Regions from separate parts of the Sus scrofa genome. Here region 2 is linked to region 1. A link is a contact called in public HiChIP or PLAC-seq data. All regions are on one chromosome and are shown on one strand. Each heading gives the region's core, a stretch centred on a gene start, on an enhancer-like site or on the middle of the called end of the contact. The rest is flanking DNA. Distances are from core to core; before and after follow the strand shown.

Region 1 (3,705 bases), core at 495-2,994:
AAGAAATGGCCCAAACTATGCCTCATCTGAGAGCTGCATTCAATAAAGGGAAATTAAATTCCTAAGGAAGCAGGTGCTCTTTGGCCGGAAGGATGCCAAGAGGGTCCTGGAACCCTTGTCAGCCCTCAGGACCCAATTAGCCTCCCCTTGGAGTGCCAGGGTCTTTGGTGAACTCTCTTCTGGCTGGGAAAGAGGGTGCTGTGCTTTGATCCTGTCTGCCTGCCTGCCAGGGCCCCTCACTGGGAAATGTCCCATCTTCCACCACTCACGCCTCTGCCTCAGCTCACAGCCGTGATCTAGGGCCACGCTGCCACAGGAGGCCCTCCTAATCCTCACCCAGCCTTGACCTTGGTCTCCAGATATACCCCTCTTCCCCATATTCTTTGGGCAGAACATCACCAGAGAAAAATTGGACACAGCCTCTACCTTAAAGAACTTGAGGTTAGTGAGAAAGAGAAGCTTACACACAGAAACCTTTAACACAGGCCAGAATGTGGTCAGGGCTCTAATGCAGCTAGAGCTACCCTTTGTCATTGGCGTGTTTTCTCTGTATCGGTCACTGGCCTAATCCCATTGCCTACATGGCCACACCAAGTCTTTATGGGCCCTTTACCCCCATGGGGACTGTTGCCCCTGTGGAAGCAGCTGGAGGCTGGGAGGCTCAGGCCTTCACCTGAGAGGTCGGGCTCAAACACTCAAGGGATCTGGAATTCACTGGGAGCCCCCTATTCTCCTGCTTCCTTAGGGTAGACGCAGAGCCCCTTTCCCTCCTGCCTTCTCTCCTCCTTTGCTCCCCACGCCACACCACAGGGGCTTGCTTCATCCTGCAGCTGTCCCACAGCCCTGCTCAGCAAGTCCCAGTTGTCCTGAATGTTTACTTTCCTCTGAGCTACACAGATCTCTGTCTTGCTAGTCTTGACTGCTTTTCAAAGCCTAAATACGATGTGAAATTGTCAGTCCTTTAAGAAGCAGGATGATGGGGAAGGGGGATTGGAGGAAGGAAGCTGGACATGGGATGGAGAGGACCAAGCTTGTCTCTTAGTGAAGAGATTAAAGGACTGAAGGGGGCTTTCTGGGGAAACTGGGGCTCAGGATGGTCCAATAACTTGCCCAAAGCCACAAACCTTGTTAGAAGTGGAGCTGGGACCTCATCAGAAAGTGAGTGAGGATGAGAAGAGGGTTGTGGGCATACCAACCAGGCTGCACAGAGCCTGCCCCGGGGTGTTCACAGTCAGTGTTCAATGCCCCATCCCTGCTTCACAGGACTCCAGGGAGAGCCTAGAATCACAGTCCGAGGGAAGACAGACAGGAACTGTAAAGGCTGGACAGGCAGGGCTGGAGCTGCCCCAGGACCCACTGGCCCCTTGACCTCCTGCGGTACATTTCAGCATTATGAACACAGTAGGGCAGGATCCCCCCAGGCAGGGTACCAGACCCTGAGAAGGACACAGATAGATCAGTCATGCCCCTGACCTCCAGAAGTCCACAGCCTCCTGAGGGAGACAGACTGCTGCTCTGAAGGCCACACCAACCAGAACCCCTGCAGTAAGACATCAGGGTCAATTACCAAGTCACTGTGTCTGTGCTGGGCTGGAGCTGGGATTCCATACTCACCCTTGGCTTTGCAGGCTGGCGCTGTTAGCTCTGCTGATAGGGGGCGCAAGAGGGAGTCTACAGGCTGGAGGCGGGAGAGCCTGCTCGCTCTTTCCTGTTTGTTCCCCGTCTGCTTCCTGTGGGCTTCCTGTCTCTGTGAGCACCATCCCAGCACAATTTTTCCCTTGGCCCAAGACCGGGCCAAACTGGAGCAGCAGCTGACTCCAGTTTGCAGCTTTTCCAGCTCCTGTAGAACCTGTTTCACCCCACCCTGCCCCCCAAGGACACTGTCCACAGCCAGCTGGCGCCCCTGCTGGGAGTCTGGGCCCAGGCACAGGCCCCTCCCTCCTCCCAAGACTGAGTTCCAGCTCTGCAGGGCTCCTCCCTGTGCTTCTAAATGTTCCCTTTGCTCCCTCAGCCAGGGGAAAGTGGCTGCTTCCTAAAGTTTGTACCTCTGTCCCACCTTAGAGGTCTCCTTTTACCCTTGGGTTATCTAGTTAATAACTGGTTCTTTCTATTACATTTTCTCTATTCTGGTTACTGGACACTGACTGTTACCATATCTTTAATGGCTTCCTATTGCTTTGATCTCTCACAGTATCTGATCCCCCCCATCTGATAACATTGCCCCCTCATTTACTAACCGCTCTTCCCACCTGACCTGTTTCTATAGAATTCTATTTGACTGCCAATGGCAGTACCCTGTTGCCCTAACCTGGCCTGGATATGGTGTTGGTCCCAGATATGGGCATGTGGCCTAAGACAGCTGATGAGAACCTTCCCCTGGGACTTGTAGACAGCAAGGTCTCTCTCCTCTAGGGCCACTAACTGAAGTAGATTCAATTGGCTTGTCTGCAGCCTTGCCTCTCCTCTTTCCCCCACCCTCCACCCCATGCCAAATATTTCTATTTGTGGTAGAAAAAAAAAAAAAATGAAGACAACTCACAAAGAGAGAAAAGTGATTGAGTGTTGGTGAGAGACCTGACCACATCGCTGAGTCCTCAATCCAGAGGTGCCCCTTGTCCACTCCACTCATCTTGCCCAGTTTCCTGAGCCCACGGTTTTCCTTTGTGTGTAAGCGAGTGTGAGCTGGGTTTCTGTCACGTTTACCTGCAAGAGCCCTGACTAATATGGCTGAGGCGAAACTCCTCAGAACTGAGTTGTCTGGCATCAAGGTGAGTCAGGACCTCATGTAGTCAAATTCCCTACCAGGTCCGGCAACCCCCCTGCAACGTCTCCACCCCACCACAGACATGGGAAGACAGCTCACAGGTTCCTCTGGACAGACGCAAAGAAGCTCTAGAGAGAAAAACTAACCAGAGCATAAAAGGAGCTGATGGAGCTCCTGTTTATGAAAGTGCCTAGTTGTTCAATCGACCGTAGCTGAGCGGGACCAAGTTGAAGAAGCAAAATCTAAGAGGAAACCAAGTAGCAGAAGAATCAAGAATACAGCCCAATTTCCACCCCCCAGGGTCCTGAGTATAATGGTTTTTCTCCCTCCTGTGTATGTGGGAAAATATATAGATAATACATGTTATGTAATCATAGGATTGTATTAGTATTCCTTCTTTCTCTCATCAGGCTTCATTTGGAAATGTCGGACTTCAGCGCTTGCTGAGATAAAAACAATTCTATTCCAGAAGACCTTTCCCCTTCCTACAGGACCAGGGTCACAGGGGCCTTAGAGACCTCTGAGTCCACCCACCCCCACTCCCGGCCCCTGATAAGGAAACGAGGCTCCTCTCTGGATCATGCAGCTGGTGACCCTCCAGGTCAGAAACAGAGCCCAGGTCTCCTCTCAGAATGTCAGGAGTCTGATGGAACAGAAACCTCACAGAATTCAAGGGCCTTGCAGCCGCCACCCCTCAATGTCAATCTGACAGGGTATCCTGCAAGGTCCTTGGAGGAGGGACAGGGCAGCTGAGGGCCCTGGGGTCAGGCTTGCAGGGCCATCCTCTCCAGCTGTGATCATTTGTATGGGGTTTCCAAGAGCAGGAGCTTCTTTGCGCTGATTTGCTAATTTCTTCTCTGCTCAAGAAACTCAAAACAGAAACACAGTTAAATGGCACTGATTTACCAACCCGGTCCATACCCGGCAGGCAGTGGGATGAT
Region 2 (4,211 bases), core at 623-3,122, 340 kb after region 1:
TGTGTATGTCCATGAACAGACATATATCTGGTAAAAATACAAAAACACAAATCCCACAAAGCACATCACCTTCTTGTATGTGACAGTGGACACCACGGTGGGGGGGGGGGGAAACAGGGTGGGCTTGAGCTGCATCTATTTTTATTTTAAAAAAAGAATCTAGGGGGGTGGGGGGATGTGCCTGGGTTGTGGGATGGAAATCCTGTGAAATTGGACAGTGATGATCATTATACAGCTATAGATGTGATAAATTCATGTGAGTAATAAAAAAAATTTTTTAAGTAAAAAAATAAAAAATAAAAAAAGAATCTAAGCAAAGAGAGCAAAATGTTAGCCCCTATTTAACGTATATAGTAGGAAAAAAGGTACCTATTACATTTTTTTCTGGATTTTTTGATGCTTCATAATATACAAAAAACAAAATACTAAAAAATTTTATTGAAGTATAGTTGATTTAGAATATTGTGTTAGCTTCAGGTCTACAGCAAAGTAATTCAGTTATAGATATTTTTCAGATTATTTTCCATTATAAGTTATTACAAGATACTGAATCTAGTTAATCTATGGTATACAATAAATCCTTGTTGCTTAATTTTTTTTTTTTTTTTGGCTTTTTTAGGGCTATACTTGGGCATGTGGAAGTTTCCAGGCTAGGGGTTGAATCAGAGCTACAGCTGCTGGCCTATACCACAGCCACAGCAACGCAGGGAGCCAAGCCTCGTTTGTGACCTACACCACAGCTCACAGCAACCCTGGATCCTTAACCCACTGAGCAAGGCCAGGGATCGAACCCACGTCCTCATGGATGCTAGTCGGGTTCATTAACCACTGAGCCACAATGGGAACTCCTGAGTCCTGATTTTCTGATATTAATTTTTAGATGGAGGACCCTTTAGGAATGGAAAGTGTTCCTTGTGAAGAGTCAAGGAAGGGTTCCCAGGAAAAATTGAAAAGAAGGAAAACACAGATGTTCTCTGTGGCGTTATTCATTAGAAGACTGCAGAATGGCTTACAAAAGAAATAGGACAGTCATTTACGCTGCAGCCACATTAACAGTAAGGACAAGATGAGACAGAAAGATGGGTGGGTGTTTCTGAGATGCGCCACCATGAGAAACCCTGTCCCTGCCACCCCAGAGGTACCCGGCCAGGGGACAAGGACCAAAGGGAACCTGGAGAAATAAGAATGTTCCATCTGATCTATAATTTTATACTCCTGGTTGAAGTGGGTCACAAAGTGGGGGCTGTCACTGCTCCCACCTGCCCACCTTTCTCGGGGCCCTTCCCCCTCATACCCCCCCAAGGCCCAGGGATCAGAGCTGAATACTCTCACAGGGCAGCAAGAACTCCCTTTCATTCTTTCCAGGCTCTCACAGATCCCCACAGATTTCCATAAATCAACTCCAGATGCTGCACATGTCACAGGGCAGGGCCGAAGTCAACAGCTCCAGAAACTAGGAGGTTGAACAGCAAGGTCATATTTCCTCTTCCAGAGCCCGGGGCTTGAGACAGAGCTCTCCCTTTAAGGAAAGAGAAATGTCTTCGTTCTGCATTTGCTCTCAAAGTCCTGCAACTCTCTGAGAGCCGTTTCGGTGACGAACTTCGGTTGCTCACGTTTCCGATCAAAGCAAAGCTGCTTGGGGAGTCGGAAGCAGAGCAAGTAAACACAACGGACCTCCCCACCGTCTCACTTCCTCTTGGAGCACTGCTCACCCCACTGTGTAACAGTCCAGTTGTCACTGACAAAAGGAGCCACTAGCCAGCCGAGGTGACCAGTGCTCCCAAGACTGGGAAGCCTGGAGCTGGGCAGCCCATACCCTGTCCACTGCCCATGCCTGGCTGACTGAGCCACAGACTGGGAGGACGATCAGGGACCTGAGACTTTGGCCATGACTCAGGCGCCAGCAGTGCCCCATCCTGGGGACCCAAGACCAGAGTCTCTCCCTACACGGACTGCAGATTAAACTCACCTTAACAGATCAGCAGCAGCCGAAATCACAAGCATCTTGCCAAGCACGGGGTACAGGTGCCCCTCCCTCCAGGGTATTCCCACATCGAGGTCTCCTCCCACCCCCACCCTGGGAGCTCTGTTCCTGAGCAGAAAGCCCATTCCTTCTCCTTCTCTCCTATGAGAGAGCTGGGGACCCTGGGATGCAAGGCTGCTCAGACAACCCCCAGGGCTCAGTCATCCTCTCACTCCTACTCAGTATGTACACTGAATGGAAGAAGGTGGGCAGCCAGGCCACCTCTGTGCCAAATTTGCTCTTTTATAAGACACACCTGAGCACCCACGCAGCTGGCTCACACATCCCCGGCTGGGGCCCAGTCACCGGCACCAGGATGTGACCTGGGACACAGGATGAGCCATGAGGTGCCATTCTGGGGGCAGGAGGCAGGCCAGGACAGCCTTCACAGAGGATGGGGCAGCCCAGCCTCAAGTCCTCAGCAGTGCTGTGCACACACAGCTCCTTTAGACACATTACGTCACTTCATCCCCACATTTTGAGATGGGTGATGATACTGTGCCTCTTAGAGGGACCAGGTGGACTGGGAGTCTGCACAGGCCCATCTGTAGCCAACACCATGCTCACTGGAGAGGTGCAGGCCCACTGCTGCACTAGGCTGCACAGGGAGCCCAATCGGACCCTGCCCCCAAGGCCTCCCATTGGGCAGCTTCACTCCCACTGCAGACAGAGCAGAGGAGGACGGAGGCATAGGTCAGGCAAAGGGTCTCCAGACAGAGTAGATTCTCCAGGTGGGGTGAGCTGGACGGTACAGCAGGAAAAGTTTCCCAGAGCACCTACTGTGAGTCATGTGTATCAGCTCCCATGATGGGGAGCAGGCACCCAAACAGCCTTGTAACAGACACAGCAGGACTGGGTCTGAAGGGGTGCAGACCCAAGCAGGAGACAGCAGTGGGATTCCTTATACCCCCACCACACACACACACACACACACACACACACACACACACTAAGGCCTGATGAGCCCCCATTCGGGCTGAGCAATGCCTGGCAAAGGGGCAGTGAGGGCCTTTCGGGCAGCTCTGGGGCCTGCACCTGAGGAGGCCCAATCAGCTGGATTCTAGAACCGCTGCTCAGCGGGGCGGGAAGCAAGACCATTCAATGCACACAAAACACAGGCGACTGCAGGGCAGTCACAGGTGGGTGAGATCTGAAAAATGTGTCAGGCTAAGAACAAAGGCAGAAGACAATGAAGCACACAGAGACCAGCACTGCCAGAGCTGGCCTGAGAGCAAATGACATGGACGGCAGGCAGGCAGTGTGGGCAGTGGGGACCTGCCTAAACCCCTGTCCGCTGACTAGCTGTGTGGCCTTGCCCGAGTCACTTTCCCTCTCTGGGCCAGCTTCCTCATGGGTAACAGGGGACAGAACCCCATGGCCTTTCCAGTTTCCTCGTTCTGACCTCTTGTGACCCACTGCCACTTGAGGGAGGCAGGGCTCCAAACGTGACAGTCCTCTAAGATCCCACATCCTAAACGGTGGCTCCCGGCTGGTTCTAGGGCAGAACCTGAAGGAGGAATGAGCTCCGCCCTAGGCCCACTGAGGTTCCCCTGCCCTTCTCACACAATGTGTGGTCCTGCCACCAGCTGACAAGGGGAAGAGGCTGTGTGTGTGAGGCCCTAGCGAGCAGCGGGCACCCTCCTGGGGGACCCCAGCCCTCCTGATTCCCTGTTTGCAGGGCCTGGAAGGACCCACCAAAACAACAGACAGCACAGACATCAGGACAGGGTGCCTACGAGTCAGAAAGACCAGCTCTCATCCACGTTCCGCCACCTCAGGGCTGCATGGCCCTAAGCAAGCTCTGAACCACCTCTGGAACCAAAATCTTCACCTGGGAGACCTCTTCCTAGGGAAGAATCCCTCCCTCCTCAAAGGAGGAATGGCCAAGTTTCAATAAAAGAACAGACATAGAACCCAGCATCATGGAGACGCTGGGAACAGCTGAGAGCCGGGCTGCCTCCAAACGCCCCACTGCCTCCCTGAGGTGCAGCCTGGCTGGGGGCCGGGGCCGCGAAATGAACCAGTATCTCCCAGGGGGAGGGCAGAGTCGGCAAGGAGGGTCTGGGAGGACCCTCCCAGAAAGACACAAACAGCGGCTTCAAGCCCCCCGACCCCCCACCCCTGGCCTCCTACCTCTGACTCAGGAAAAGTCTGGAAAGGACGTTTGTTTTACCACTTCCCATGTCCA

Evidence for each region. HiChIP or PLAC-seq counts read pairs in DNA pulled down with a chosen protein or histone mark.
Region 2: a contact with region 1 is called in an H3K27ac HiChIP or PLAC-seq map of skeletal muscle, with 6 times the contacts expected there. The contact joins two enhancer-like sites. A contact is called at or near these places in 5 of 47 Hi-C or Micro-C datasets (heart right ventricle, mesenteric adipose tissue, retroperitoneal adipose tissue and 2 more) and 1 of 2 datasets of contacts at active chromatin or transcription factors (skeletal muscle).

Annotation. Positions count from the first base shown.
Region 1 is chr13:131,909,082-131,912,786 of Sscrofa11.1, forward strand. No RefSeq gene overlaps it. Among named protein-coding and RNA genes, the nearest start is that of FAM43A, 250 kb to the left of the region's middle. Within about 2 kb of position 1,745, at least 16 of the 83 cell types and tissues checked have an H3K27ac peak or open chromatin away from gene starts, as enhancers often do. A contact at or near this core is called in retroperitoneal adipose tissue and skeletal muscle, where this site is marked.
Region 2 is chr13:132,250,804-132,255,014 of Sscrofa11.1, forward strand. All of the region lies in intron 1 of XXYLT1 (xyloside xylosyltransferase 1), which reads right to left. Among named protein-coding and RNA genes, the nearest start is that of XXYLT1, 17 kb to the right of the region's middle. Within about 2 kb of position 1,873, at least 36 of the 83 cell types and tissues checked have an H3K27ac peak or open chromatin away from gene starts, as enhancers often do. A contact at or near this core is called in retroperitoneal adipose tissue and skeletal muscle, where this site is marked.